Regions from separate parts of the Columba livia genome. Here region 1 is linked to region 2. The links are chromatin contacts, called in public Hi-C maps. All regions are on one chromosome and are shown on one strand. Each heading gives the region's core, a stretch centred on a gene start, on an enhancer-like site or on the middle of the called end of the contact. The rest is flanking DNA. Distances are from core to core; before and after follow the strand shown.

What was found. A called contact is a pair of places that touch in the nucleus more often than the background predicts.
Region 1: a contact with region 2 is called in a Hi-C map of crop, with 6 times the contacts expected there. The contact joins the promoter of FYB2 here to the enhancer-like site in region 2. A contact is called at or near these places in 2 of 2 Hi-C or Micro-C datasets (crop and liver).

Annotation. Positions count from the first base shown.
Region 1 is chr8:13,420,264-13,427,841 of bColLiv1.pat.W.v2, reverse strand. FYB2 (FYN binding protein 2) reads right to left here and starts at 2,384. Exons shown (of 25, transcript XM_065070949.1): 1 at 2,137-2,384. The coding sequence starts at 2,369.
Region 2 is chr8:12,845,420-12,852,403 of bColLiv1.pat.W.v2, reverse strand. OMA1 (OMA1 zinc metallopeptidase) reads right to left here. Exons shown (of 8, transcript XM_065072069.1): 8 at 6,735-6,984. Among named protein-coding and RNA genes, the nearest start is that of OMA1, 26 kb to the right of the region's middle. Within about 2 kb of position 2,548, at least 1 of the 3 cell types and tissues checked has an H3K27ac peak away from gene starts, as active enhancers do.

The DNA.
Region 1 (7,578 bases), core at 1,135-3,634, 580 kb before region 2:
CATGGGGAAGAGGTTTGAATTGCTCCAATTATATTTCATATTAGTGGTCAGCAGCATGATGCGGTGTAAGCTGTCCAGACAGCCTAATCTAGTGTCGAGCCAATGTGAATGGGAATTTTCAGAAGTATAGGGAGGAAGAATCAGACTTTGGAAAAAAAACAACAAAAAAAAATCCCTCATGTACCAGATCCCTCCAGCACCGCCAGATGGGAAATAAAGCAGTGAGGTGCCCTAACGTGATTGCACTGAGCCTTTGCACGTGCTGCAGCAGCAGCTGAACAGTTCACTGCTGTTTACCTTGCTTTACTGATTTTCTTTACTCTAGCACACAGTTCCTCATCAGTGCCCTCGGAGACAATGAAAATAGAAAAGAAAAAGTACCTGCCTGTCTCAATATGCCACCGGCGAAGTGGACTCCTGCGAAACAGGGTTTGTGGTCAGGTCTTACCCCGGCAGTGGCAGAAACAGCTGTGACAGTTACAGTCTTGGCACTACCTTTAATTAAAGAGGGATGGATACAAGCCTCCCTTCCCCCCCCCCCCCCTCAAGTTGTTACTCCTCTTACCTTGAAATGGCAGCTTCAAATAATTTGCCTAATTAACTGGAAGGTTATCTGCACTTAAAGCACTCTCTGTGCCCTTCACTAGAACATAGCTCCTGCAGTTTGCAGCCCACTTGGTGTATTCTCACCAATGCCACAAGCAGACCCAGCACCAGGGGGAGACATACAGTCCCTGGCTGAGCACACCAAACTGCCTGGGAAGATGGGGTTAAATTGCACCATATGGCCACCTCCTGTACCCCCACACCCAGCTGGCCCCAATGCTCTCTTTTCCCCCTCAATAATGTTCCCAAAAGTGCTGCCTCCTTGCACAGGGCTGAGCTTAGCAGAACCATCTGAGGTACAATGAGTTCTCCCAGTCTCTGCAAAGATAATTTTCCATCAGGACTGTTTCAAAATACAGACCCACTCAGGCAACTCTCCAGCTCAGCCCACACTTTAAGCTAGCTCAGGGAGATGCCCAACCTAAACGCAGTGCCAGATGGGCCACAGGCGGTCAGGCCACACATGAAGTCCCAGTCCCAGTGCCCCACCAGCCCAGGGAGGGTTCAGCACAGTGGGGAGAGGTGATCCTCTGAAAATCAGACCAGTTGACAAGCAGAGAGAATACACTAGTAAATTTAAAGAACTGCCAAAAGCTCACAATGTGTATTAGAGCTACATCTGGCCAAATAATTCACTGTGAATAATAATACATTTGGCAAAAGCCCATGCAAGATACGGGAGAGGATAAAAAGGAAACAAACTTCCACTGACCGGAAAGCTATGAGCATTACAGAGTCAGGGGATAGCTAAACTTTCCATATTTTCTCCCTATAAATAAAATGTTCTGCTAACATTAATATCATTCTAGGAAGCAGAATAAAGCTCAGCTTAAGCCTATGATAATGACACCTTTTAGAAAGATCACCAGCTGGAGGTCTGTGCTGATACCAAGTACTAAGTAAAAGGAATCTCAGTTCTCATTAGTTTTCTGCAGTTGCTTTTCTAAAACAAATTGACACTGAAAAAATTCCACTCAGCTGAGAGGAAGCACTGCATGTTCCCTTCCTGAAATTCTTCTGGCTTCATCCATTCTTTATCTTGATTTCCAAGGGAGGTCCCATGGGTAAATGTTTAATCAGCACTGCTCTCTTCCCGGCAGTGGGGTGGCTGGAGCTGAGCCCAGGCACCCTGGGCATGCTGACGAGAACGCACCACAGATACCATCTACTCATTAACCTGCCGGCTTCTCCCAGAAAAAAAAAAAACTCCACCTCTACTTTCTGTTAAATTAAGAGACAGCAACCACAGCTCATCTCAGAGGAAGAGGGTAAGAAACCAGGCACCAGGATCCCTTCAGCCCCTGCTTTGGGGCAGAACAGCTGTCCCCATGCACATCACATGCAGCATTGAAAGCATGCACCTAATGCCAAGTTTAACTGCTCCCAGTCCTTCATAGAGATAGCAGCCCCAAAGCTACAAATCAGCAGCAGAAAATCAAGCAGCAGAGGTTTCACCCAGTCCGGGGGGCAAAGGAGACAAAGCAGCCCATGCAGTGAGGGTGAGAGGAGCAGGGCCGCCACAGTTACCACCTCCATTCCTTTGCTGCTCCACGCCGGCTCCAGCCGTTCAGCCTGGCACCATGTTTTGCTGCTCCCTGCTCCGTCACTGCTGCCGCCGCAGCACTGGGTGAGGCGGGGCGAGCCCAAAAACACACCTGGGCCAAGGCCTGGGTCTGCCCCCAGGGCGGGGAGAGCCTCACCCCAGCAGAGCTGAGCCTGCGGGAGCAAAGCCCGGCCTGGCCACACTTCCCTAACTGACTCATGGGTTCTCTGAACCACAAACAACATCACAGCAGGCTTTGGATGGGCTCACAAAGGAAATAATCCAGTTTTGTTTGCTTTTTGAGAAAGAACGGCACATTCCCTCAGCATGGGTGCCCCTGCAGCACCCCTGTCCATATACACAGAAGTTCTCAGGTCCCTTCTGAAACCTGAAGCAAGAAAAGCCGAGGAGAACAGAGGAGTCCCACCATGCCCAGCAATAGTCCTTACCCCACCTCTTCACATGTCTCTTCATGGGTGACACCCACCCTAACACATCAGCCCAGCTTGCACCAGGCTCTTCCGCAAGCCAAAGCCAGAGACCTTGGAGTGATTAAAAGAGACATTTCCCTGGAGGAACCAAATGTTTTCTCCATCTCTGGATAGCAGAGCCCAGCAAAAACAATCATCCTCGCTGAAGCGCAGACGTATTCCCTGGTGAAGCAGCTCCTTTTCATGGTGAGCTGTTTCTCAGAGTCCTAAGGACAGACCAGTTGAATTAGGGCAAACAAGACTTTTCTCATCACTGGATACTTCTGCCTGGGAGAACAGCTTGAACGGATCTGTCCAAACAGTGAACCCATGTCTTTACAGAGCACATCTCCCAGGAAAAGCAATGCTGGTTAGCTTGGCAAGAAGAGAACTGAGAGGACTTTTTTATTTTCCCCTCCATAACTGATCAAATATTATTTTATCTTACTATGTGGGTGCACTTGATGTTTTCCTTTGAGTGTCGAGAGATGGCTGCTGCACGGAGCCCAGGTGCTGGATGGTATTCAGAGGCAGCTGTCAATAGGGCTTGGGTGGGCAGGGAGCCATCGGCAGCCTGGGCAACACTTACCCATCACCAACTGACCTTAATCCCAAGCACCAGGACATGGCACCTCTCGTATACACTATTCTCAAAAGTTGCCAGGAAAAGAAACCCTGCAGCAATAGCAAGCCTTGAAGTTAAGGGAAAAGGGACTGATAAACCATGTCTTTGATGTGTGGGACCTGATGGCAAACTGTGTGCGTATGTCTGAAAGTGTCCCAGGTTTCTCTCCACTGCTTTGAAGGTAACAGTGTGATACATGACTTGTGGATGGACACTCCTCCTTTGCACATGAACACTCCCTGTCACTACTGGGAGTGGGACCATTGCTCTCCCAGCCTAACCTGGCACTGCTTTCCAGAATCAAGCTTGAGAAGAGCTGAGAAAAATTTTAAAAAAGATTAAAAAAAAAGACTCAGTTGTCAGAGACATGATCTGAAGCGTGTGCCTCGTTCCTTACCACATGAAAAGCCCTGCTGCTGCCTGGTGGTCTCAGAGAAGAAAGGGAGGTCCTGCCGAGCTGAGAGTTGGCAGGGAAGTCCCCCAAACTCAGGCTGCAGTTGTGGCATGATGAAAATGAATGCTGATTTTGTGTACAGGTAGTTGGGGAGGATTTATGACCTGCCCAGTGGTATGAACACAGGCCATGAATTCAAGCACTGTTGAAGAATCAGGAGGTTGTGACTTCAGAGCCATGCTCCTGTGGAAAAGGACAGGGTAGATTCCTCTGTATGGGCTCTAAAAATAAAAAGAAAATGCCAAAAGTTTCTTTAAAACATACGTTTTTGTGAGTGCTAGCCCTGGTGGGACCCCCACTTGCCTCACGTTCCTTCCACAGCAGCCCCAGGGCTGCTATAAATCGCACCAGGCTATAATAACTGCATGGGGAGTGTGGTATAGCTGCGGTGTTGTAGAGATCAAACACTGCAGAAGTGGAAGCTGACTTTTTTCTCTGGCTCTGGACCTTTCTGGGGAATGTCTGATGACAAAGAGCTGGTGCTGCTCTGTGTAAGCCACCTTTTAATGGGCCACATGGCACAATTTCCTTCGAGGAACTAGACAGGTCAGAAGACAACAAAACAGGACTTTACACCCTCCACGAAATGCTGGAGGGAATGCAGGTAATCTCTTTGATAGCTCTTCCCCTCCCACTCCATCTCTCCCCGAAGTGCTGGTGCCTCCCGTCAGTCCCCATCAAGCTGCAAATTGCCATAAACTGTGACATCCCAGCAAAACACAAAGATCGCCTTGTTTGGAGCAGGAGCTTGGGGTTTGGTCTGGGTTTGTGTATCAGAGGCACTGACCCAGAACGGGAGTTCCCGGGCACAGCCCTGACTCAAAAAAAACCCAAATACCTCCCCTGAGAGCAACCGCACCAGACACTTCCTAAGCACGCATGGTCTCCCCAGAATAAACAATTTCAGCCCTTTTAAAAATTTCAAATTTTATGATTTGGATAGGGTTTTTTCTGCAGTGATGCAGTCAGTCTCTTATATAGACATATCAGTCCAAGGGCTGCAAGCAAAGCATTCAGCAGACTTATTTTCCCTGAAATATTCTGAATTTCCCAGAAATTATTCTGCTTAGTGACTGCTGGGATTTTTCATATGTTATAGGTATATTATACAGATTTGGGACTGTTTTTTGTCTCCACAGAGGTGTTACTAGAGACCAGATACAACAGCAAATGTTGGGAAGATTACTTATTCCTAATCTTTCAGACATCTAGAAAGGCAGGGCAGCATGAGTGGTGAAGACTGGGGAAATTTTGGGGCAATCCAGTTTTCTTTGGAAGACAACTAGATTCAGGTATTGCCCAGGACATAACTGGTGATAACATTAGCCCAGTGCCATAATATTACAGATTGGGGATTTTGGCTCAGTTTTTATGCCTTATTCTGTCCCCAGGAGGACCAGGGCAGCCACCCCAGCCGGGTTTCCTACACGTCTCACCATTCTTTTTCCTGGAGGTCATATCGTGGTTTTCCAGCAGAGGGGGAGATAGGATCACTTGTTCCACCATCGAGCAACTTGCTCTGTCTTGCATTACTAGCGCTAATGAGAAATTCAAGAAAATGCAATACTACCGATCCCAGCATTCAAAAAGCTAACACTTTATTTTACTAGCCAGGGCAAAGTGTTTTTCAGGAGGAGCCAATGTAGGTACCCATGTGTCTCCTTCAGAAGTTTTAAAATTATCCCCATCGAAACACTGTTTCAGATAAGAAAGTTGATTATAAAGCCTTGCAATTTTTCAGGTTTTTATCTGTCCAAGCTACAAGGTTTTCTCAGCAGTATGACTCTGATCCCACACTTAGGTGCATACTTCTTTTTTAGCAGTGTAGCCTGTATGATTGCTCACGTGTTCAAAGCTAAACGTTTACTTTGGCAGAAGGTGTTATCCGGACAGTTCAGTGACACCAAATGCGGACTGGCATGTCCAGCACTAGAACTGTGGTCATCTTCTGCTCCTTAGGTGGACCTTTTCCACACCTCTCCACAGCCACTGGGTTCAGTAACTGGGACACGAGCCCATGCACGTAAATAACAGAGGTTTGTTGGTCCTTACAATGCACTGTGAGTACTCAATGGCCGGAGAATTGAAGCTGGGGATGACGAACAGCTGAACCTCAGTAAATAAGATGTACAACTGGTGCAGAGAGGAAAAACATGTTACTGTTTGCAGTTGTCACAGAGGCATGCCAAAAGTCAACTTAGGGAGGCAATAAGCTCCAAAGAGACTCTATTCTAACCAGAACTGTTTATCAGAAAAACAACTAGAAACAGGGTTTATCAAAATTATTGAGCACTCTTAAAACATTACAAAACACAGTTTAGGAGCTCTATTGCTACACAGTCAATTCAAACTCAAGGGATCAGATACCAAAACTCTAAAGTGATGATTCAAAACACACATCTTCCCACCCTTACAAAGTGAGGACCCTCAAGGGTAACCAGAAGAACACTTACCAATAAAACAAGGTATTTCAATCCCCAAGAAATCTTCCTTAGACAGCCAGTCTAAGAAGGAGAGTCTGCAACTGCACACCCACTGCTCCAAGGAAGATCAACTCAATGGGGGTCTCCAGTGGCTCCATTTATACTCTAGATGAATCTGAGCTGTGGTCATTCATGGGAGTGGTCCAGGACCTTCTCTCAACCAAGGCATTTCATTGGTCAATGGCCCTGTCTGTTGACCAAGGGGCAGGTACATCACCAGAGGGGTCCATCAGCCTCCAAGTTTCTGTACCAGCCTGCAGCATCTTTTCCCTACCCTGCAGTTACACAGCACAACGTGGGCATGAGGCCTTCAAGACTGCAGGAACATCACTGACCTCAGAGCATCTGCTCAGCAGCATAAGCCACACCAAACTCACTACATCTATCTTATTCTTTTCAACGCTCCTACTCATGTCTTCTGTTAGCTATACAATATAAAGCCATCTTCCAAATCTAAACCCTTCTCTTGAAGGTTTCTGTGCTGGGATTTTGACTTTGAAGTTCAGAGATGAAGACCTTGGTAACCAGCTTTGCTTCCTTGGCAAAACAGCAGCTCCTGTGCAGAGAAAGCTCCCCAGCGCTTGCAGAGAGGATGAGAAATCCCATGTGTGCTGTGAAGGCGCGTGTGAAACAGCGAACTTTCCAAGGGTGGTGCTCCAATTGCTAGGCAATTTCTTGATTTGCCATATCTAACATTTCTATAACCTCTGTACATTGCAATGATCTCTCTATTTTTTTTAAAAAACACCCTACCTCTGAATGAAAGGCTGCCTGCTCTGCCCTTTTCCCTGGGGAACCACAAAAGAACAAACAGCACATGGCAGCTGTCAGTCACATTGCTTAATGCATGACAGCAAGAAGCTCAGATACAACTTTGGGGGTATGGCGTATCAAACGGAATAAAAAAGAACAGGACTCTGCCTTTAGATGTTCATGGTCTTCAAGTCAGGAAAAAAATTCAGATTTACAGTATTGCATGAATAATGTACTACAAAAATTATAAATAGAATATTGGCATAAAAAAGGATTATTCTTTTAAGTAACTGTATCCCCTGCAGCAAAAACCATGTGAATATACTAAAAATAAAAATCTACATATAAAGGAAGTGCAAATGTAAGTTGCTGGACAACAACACTATGTTAGCTCTTGTAATATAGTTCCACCCTAGAGCTAGGCTTATACAAACAGCCACATTCATGTATGTCCTATACAGGTGCTATTTAACAGAAATGCAGGCAGAAATTAATTCCCAGTTTTGAGCCAAAGACATTTGAGGTGGAGACTTTTTGAAGGGGAGCAAAATCTTCTATTGCTATCAGTGAGGAAAAGCAGGTGACCAAATCTGTTTCCATTGAGTTAATCTACACTTGATTTTAGATACATAAAAGTTATAAAT
Region 2 (6,984 bases), core at 1,299-3,798:
AACTCATTAGACTGTTACAGTGAAACATGCTAATAGATTGCCCATTTAGAGGCACTGATGTCTCAGCACCTGGGGTGAAAGTCTCTATAGGAAGAGTTCAAGATGCCGTTGAGTCACTTGCAGCCACTGCCACACTCCATGGGTTAAGCCACTTCATCTCACTGAGGCTCTTAGCTGTCAAAGCTTTTCTTGTTATTTTAAAACAGAAGCAGAAAAGAGTAGCTATCTGGATTTACCCTTACATTTCCCAAGCAAGCAACCAAGTTTAAAGAAGAAAAATAGGGATTAGGAAAAAAAGGTGAGATGGAAGAAGCGTGAGAGGAAGATGGAGGTCACAAAGCAGCTCTGCCTCATGTCAGAGAGGGGCTGTGTGTGGCTCCTGCAGGAGAGGCCTCAGCACAGGCTTTGCTCCCTTGTTCCAGGAACCAGAACTGTGTACACAGTCTGTAAAACTGACACCAAGTTTAAATAACTGTAAGGAGCATTTTACTGATTAGGGAAACTTGGAACTACTATAACAAAGGGTTTATATGCAGAGAAAGTGATACATGGCAAAAATGCATTTTTATTAGTAACTAAAATTAAGGAAAAGTAGTAGAAATGTTGGGTGGGGGCAAGTGTCTCTAAAGTAGTCATGCTCTTATTATGGTATCTTGACGTGACACCTGTGACCATCAGCAGCCATGTGCCTTCACATCTATGCCTGACAGCTATGCTGGCAGCTGCTGGCACTGAGTTACAGCATATCAATAGCAATAAAACGAGAAGTTTAAAGCCCCCCAAATCTGCAATTGCTCAGGAAACTGCTCAGTGTATCAGATATGAGTGCACAAGTACCTTCTGAACACTTCTCTTTGATAGTGCTGTGCTCATTTTATTAGCTGCCCTTGTTATCCCCATCAAATTCAAGATCCTCCTTCCTAAAGTCCTATATATATCAGCTCATGATAGTCATTAAGAAACATCCTCCAAGATGTGATGCCTCTTGACATGTATGTCCCACAGGCACTATGAAACACTGAAGTGATAAAACTCAAAGTCCCATGTTAAGAGATGGAGATTTCTTCAGGGATAGCCTGATAGACTGAGACCTGCTCCCCGAGAAAAATCATGAAGTCCATAGATCTCAATGGCTTTCATAACCACACAGGAAACTAATTTCAGTGGATCCTCTGTCTTGCAATACTGACAACAAAGATAAGGAAAGGTCAGCATGTCAAAAATAAGTTAGTATTAATAACAGAATGACAAAATAATAGAAATAGAATGACAAAATAATAATAGAATGACAAAAGAGAGCCATGAAGAATTGAAGCTGGAGCCCATCTAAATACTACACCCCGAGACATCCATGAGAAGTTCTTCAATGCCATACAGGGTACATACCCTGTGTAATATGTGTGTCATATTAGCTATGCACACAAACACCGCCAGCCATTAAAGCCGCAGCCAGGGCAGAGGCAATTGAGGTAACAGAGGTGTGGGGATAAATGACGATGCCGGATCAGCAGCATTCATGGCAGCAGTCGCTACTAGAGATAGGGTCCCACTCTTGGCACAGCCCCAGGACACCCCCCAGCTTCAGCTACAATATAAGAATTTGTCCTTTTAATGCCAGAGGTCACAACCCACCATATTGTCCAAGACTGTGTCCATCATAGTTAATCACAATAAAGAAGGGTTTAGAGAAAGCACTAAAGCCTTCCACAGACTTATCCAAACCCTGGCTTAAGGGTTAACCTGTGATCAAATTGGGCCACCACACATGACACCCTTAATGAGTGTGCAGTATGCAAGGAATACCTGATACCTGTGATTCTGACACAGCAGCAGTTACTTCATCTTGGTTAAAAAATAATACACTTCATCTGGGGACAAGCAAGCTTGTCACCAAATCATCATAATTAATTTAACCACTATCATTACAGCTGAACTTTCCAGCCCAGTCAAATGAAGCAAGTCAATTCTTTCTGTGTACTTTTTTTGGATGTTTTCCTTCCTCTGTGGCTAATTATTGAACATTTTTTCTAAGCCCTAATTCATGCCTCCTTCCTGCTTACTGAAGATAAAATGTCATCTGTGCAGGAGCTCATAATCAGCTGATGCTGACAAGCAGAGGATAAAGCACGAAAGGAAGAATATTGTTTTAAGGAGGGAGAAATCCAGATCTAACTACTGGGACCTTTGCCAGAGATTTCAGTGTGAACAGAATAGAGGCCTCATTGTCAACAGCGAAAATTGGACCCTGCTGCTTCTCAAGGGTTTTGTTTCCTTCTAGCTTGTTGGCTGAAAAAATTGTGAAATGCAGACCAGTAGAGCCTCATCTGTATTACCAAAGTAACCGGAGGGTGATACAGCTGGGGATATAGCAAAGAAGTGGGGAAAACTCCACCAAATACAGTGCTAGACAAAGATCTGATTGCTTCAAGAATCATTTGCTGTTCTGTTAAAGTGCTTAAAGAAAACATAGTAACTTTCTCCAGGCTCAGAATCTGAAGATACTCTTCATATACCTGGCAGTCTGAAATCCAGTTGACACATGTTTGGCTCCTCCAAACCTCAGTTATTTCCCTTCACCCTTGTAGTTCATGAATTACCTCACATGGAGTGGGGAAAGAGAGAGAACACCAAGCACTGAGACCACAGAACAAAAGCAGAATCCTCTCATTTCACCATCTCCTGAACAAGTAAGGCTGGCTGATGTGAAGCAACCGCTCTCTCTTCCTCTATTATCCCTCATACTCTAAAACCACAATTACAGAGAAGAAAATACAAACAGCCTATCCTAATATTTTCATTTTCTCCTCACCTCAGATATATATCCATCCTACACATCCACAGCTGGTGCTGCGGTCACCCTCAGCTCCCGGCTCATTTCCCTCAGGCAGCAGCTGCTCACTGCTCACTGACAGGTTGGAGAGGAAGGAAAAAAGCAAGTCCCAGGCTGTCAAGAACACAGGTGAAAGCAGATTTCTCATCTCCTTAGAGCACAGATCCTGCTTTGGTCATTAGACAGAGACAAGCATGCCATCAGCACCAAAATAAAATGTTCTGACTTCATTTGTTATCCTACCGTAGGAGGAAAGCAGACCACATTTGCAGTGAGGGCTCAAAACTGGCTACTACAAGTGTAAACCCAATGGTGCATACTTAATTTTTGCATGTACAACTTTTCACTCAGTCACTCCTTTCTGATAATTTCTATTACGGGAAAGTAAGGCTTGCCAGACAGCAGCTTTTGTTAAAGTTACCTGCTACCCAGATAAAGAACAACCAAAGACCTCCAACAGAATCACCTGAGATTCACTGGCTCACAAGGATGATGTTTCAAGTTAACTCTAGGGAAGAGTTATTGCAGTTAACACTGAATGAAAGTGAAAATCACCTTGATAATTTACTAAAGCCAGACTAAAAATGAAGGTGTTACAACGGATCAGATTCCAGATCAGCTCAGGCAGCCCAGCTGCCATCTCGTGGCTAAAAATCACACTGCGGCAACTTTGCTACAGTATTCCTTCCTCATTTACTCTTTCATTATTTATCCCACATATGTATGGAATAAATCTGACGACAACACATCCCAGGTAGGAATAAGGAACTCAGGTTCACTAGAGTCCAAATATACAATTCAGATCAATGTTGCCAGAAGGGAAAAAGAGATAAATTTAACTACATCAAGTGTAATTTGCAGATTAAGATTGCAGAGAATGGGAGGAGGGGAAGCATCTGGGTTGGGGCAGGAGTCATCTGAATTTGGGTACTATTCTGTACACACTGATCTGACAGAAGAAAACCAACTTCAATACCTACATGAAAAACATCCATTAAAAGTTGGGGGAAAATATTCCATTTGACAATTGGGTCAAATACCCAGTCCTCTATGCAATTATGGAAATTAGGCAGTGAGGGAGTTAAGAAATACCACTTTTCCAACAGACCCTTGCATCTTTTGTAGCCTCAGGTTGACCTCAACAGTCATTTGAAAAGGTCTAAGAAGAACCTGCAATTAAACTTGCGTAGGAACTTTAGAGCTTCCTACAAGGTTTATCAAGTTTTCAGACCATTTAGCGCTTTCAGGAGCTTCTGTTGCTCACGCATGCATCACCTTACAGCCTTTTTCACATTGACTCAATGTTGAAATGTTGGTTTGCTCACCCTACTTCTGTGGTACTTGATGTATTTTCTACATTGGATTGTGTAGCAAAGGCGTGATAAGAACTTGAGAGAAGCTGGAGGGACTTGACCACGTCACTCACAAACAGGAAAAAAAACAATTTGTATCATTTTGATGGAACTCACTTTGGAAAACAGCCTTTTCACTTTGGGAAACAGTCTCTACTTGCCATTACAAACAAAAGACAGAACGACCATAAGGCTGACCACAGTATGTCCAAATACAGTTACAATAAACACATCTTTGCCATGAAAATCCACATGCGAGTGAAAGCTGAAGCAAAAAGTAGGCAGGTCAGATCATACAGCACATGCCACAAGCACAAGTTTTACTTCCACTTGTTAAGTGAATGGTTTCTAAGATGAGCTTCTGTGTACCTGTACCTCCCCTGACTTTCACAGGAAGGCAGCAGCAAAATGACCAGATCCCAAAGAATTATTACCTTTTGCTTTGCCTGTTCCCTGCACTTCCAACTGGAACCACTGTCCTGGACAGTTACCTGGAGCTGTGTGTTCTCAACCAGGTGGCTTCAGCTACAAGCTTGCAAGCGGAATGCTACAAAATAAATTTGTTTAGCACATATTTTGGTGTCTATCGTCAAATAGTGCTGTCAGTCAGCAGTGTTTTTATCAGATTAAGATATAGAAGACAACCATATCACAAAGTTCTTCTTCAAACTTGTATTTTCACCTGTTTTGCTGGTCAACAAAACGAGACTGTGTTAAGGATATTATATAGGTGACTAAGTTACACATCAGGTTTCTATGAACTGTTGTCCCACCAAATGTTGGTTATGATTTGCTAATTAATCCAGTACTGTCAGAATCCCATTTTAAATGGAAATATTTTAGTAAGCTGTAACAAAAGGTTTAGGAACATCATTTTTAGTAGGTGATTGATATCAACAGCCTGAAAAATGTTTATGCTTAAAATATAATGACGACTGCACATATCCTTTTTAACTTCAATGCTCTAGTCAATGTATTATAATTGAGCTCTACTGAATTACTTTTCTAGTGGATAAATACTGTACACGCTGTAGTGTGAAGCGACATCATGTAATGTATACTAATTAAGCCATTATATCTGTAGAGAAGATCGTATCTGAAATATCAAATTAGCAAGAATTAAACATCTCAAAGGATTAATGAAATGTTATGGAGCCATTCACTTCCAGGTCAACAGGTTCAATTTCAGCTTAGTTTAATAGTTATAATGAATTTATGTACTGGAGATAACAATTCTCTGTATCCATTCATAAAGCAGGGTAGGAGCCCCTGGTTTGTACCAAGAAAAGCAGCCTTTAAGCAGCACAGCCAGAAGAAGGCAGGCAGGAATGAGCTAGGCCTGGCTTTGGCACGTAGCCTCAGGCTCCAGGAGATCAAACAGCACATTTACTGGATGCCTGCAATTCGTGTAGGCAGCAACAAGGGACAGCAGAGACACCCAGCTCTCTTTACACATCTGCCAACCATCGCCAGCCCAAGCAATAGAGTTATCACTGGCAGAACATCCAAGTCCATCTTTTACTTCACTTTTTTAAGAGCAGATTCTGCTTATCCTAATTCCCCTCCCTGCAACTCTTGCTACTTCTAGCAGAGACGCATGCAGCATAAGAAAACGATGGAGTGGGGGCCACGAGAAAGGAAGAATTGTAGCCAATTTTTATGCAGCATTTATGACCATAAATACACAACAAACCCTGATTCTGTGGTAGAATCACAAATTTGAGATTAAACTATTTCTGAGATTAAATAACCACCATGTCAACAGATTTAGGCATCAGCTCCTTAGAGATGATGGACAGTAAACAAACAATAACCAGTTTGCACATACAAGAAAGTAGTTAAGAAATAACTACATCAAGAACAAATAGGTATCTTAGTCAAGTATGCATAGAGGTACATCCAACCTCTGAAGATACACATCAAAATGTGAAAAACTATAAATGTAACAATCACCCAAAGCTTATCCCTTGCATGTGCTCCGCAGTGTCTGGTTTCAGACATGCAGACATTACCCAATGTGCCGTGGGAAGCTAACGAATGATTCCCAAAGCCGAAGTTCAACCCCAGAGTTTTTCCACTGATCTTCTCTGAAGCTTTGCTAAAATCACTGTCCTACCAAGCTTCACTACCTCAAATAAAACTGTTACAAAGTCCACCTATGGAGGTACTGCAGAAAAAGTTCATTATTTATGAGGTACTTCGAGGGATCTGGAAATGCAAATTATTAATATCAGTCCTTACTGGGGGTGACTAAACCCTGCTCTGCAATATGGATTGGAAACATAGAGAAGCCGCAGTGTATTGCTGACAGGGAAGTCTTGTCGTGCTGCCTCTACTACCAACCACACTTTGTGATCATCCCCTTCAAATGCTCCCAAGATCTGGGAAAACAACACGGATTTTCAGCACAGAGAATTTTGATGGCAGTGAAATAGCTTAAAACAGACTACTATATAGAAAATAATTTTCAACCAGGAGTATTGTGATACAAACACCACACTGAAAAAAAAACCCTGTGGCAGCCTACACAAGATATGAAAAAAGCATCAAGCTTGCAGGATTGTTCTCTTTTATTGACTACAAACGGAATTCAAGAACAAAGAGCATTCTAACTGCTGTTTGCTTTGCCTTCCTGGCACTTCTGTGTTAAGAAACCAAAACAAAATAAAGAGTAAGCATGACAACCCCGAAGTTATAATGAGCCATTTTTATTCCAGGACTGCCTTGAATGAATGTCCCCTGCTTCTCAAATCTCTCAACACTCCCACAGCAGTGAATGCATTACGAGATTAAAGTGAAATT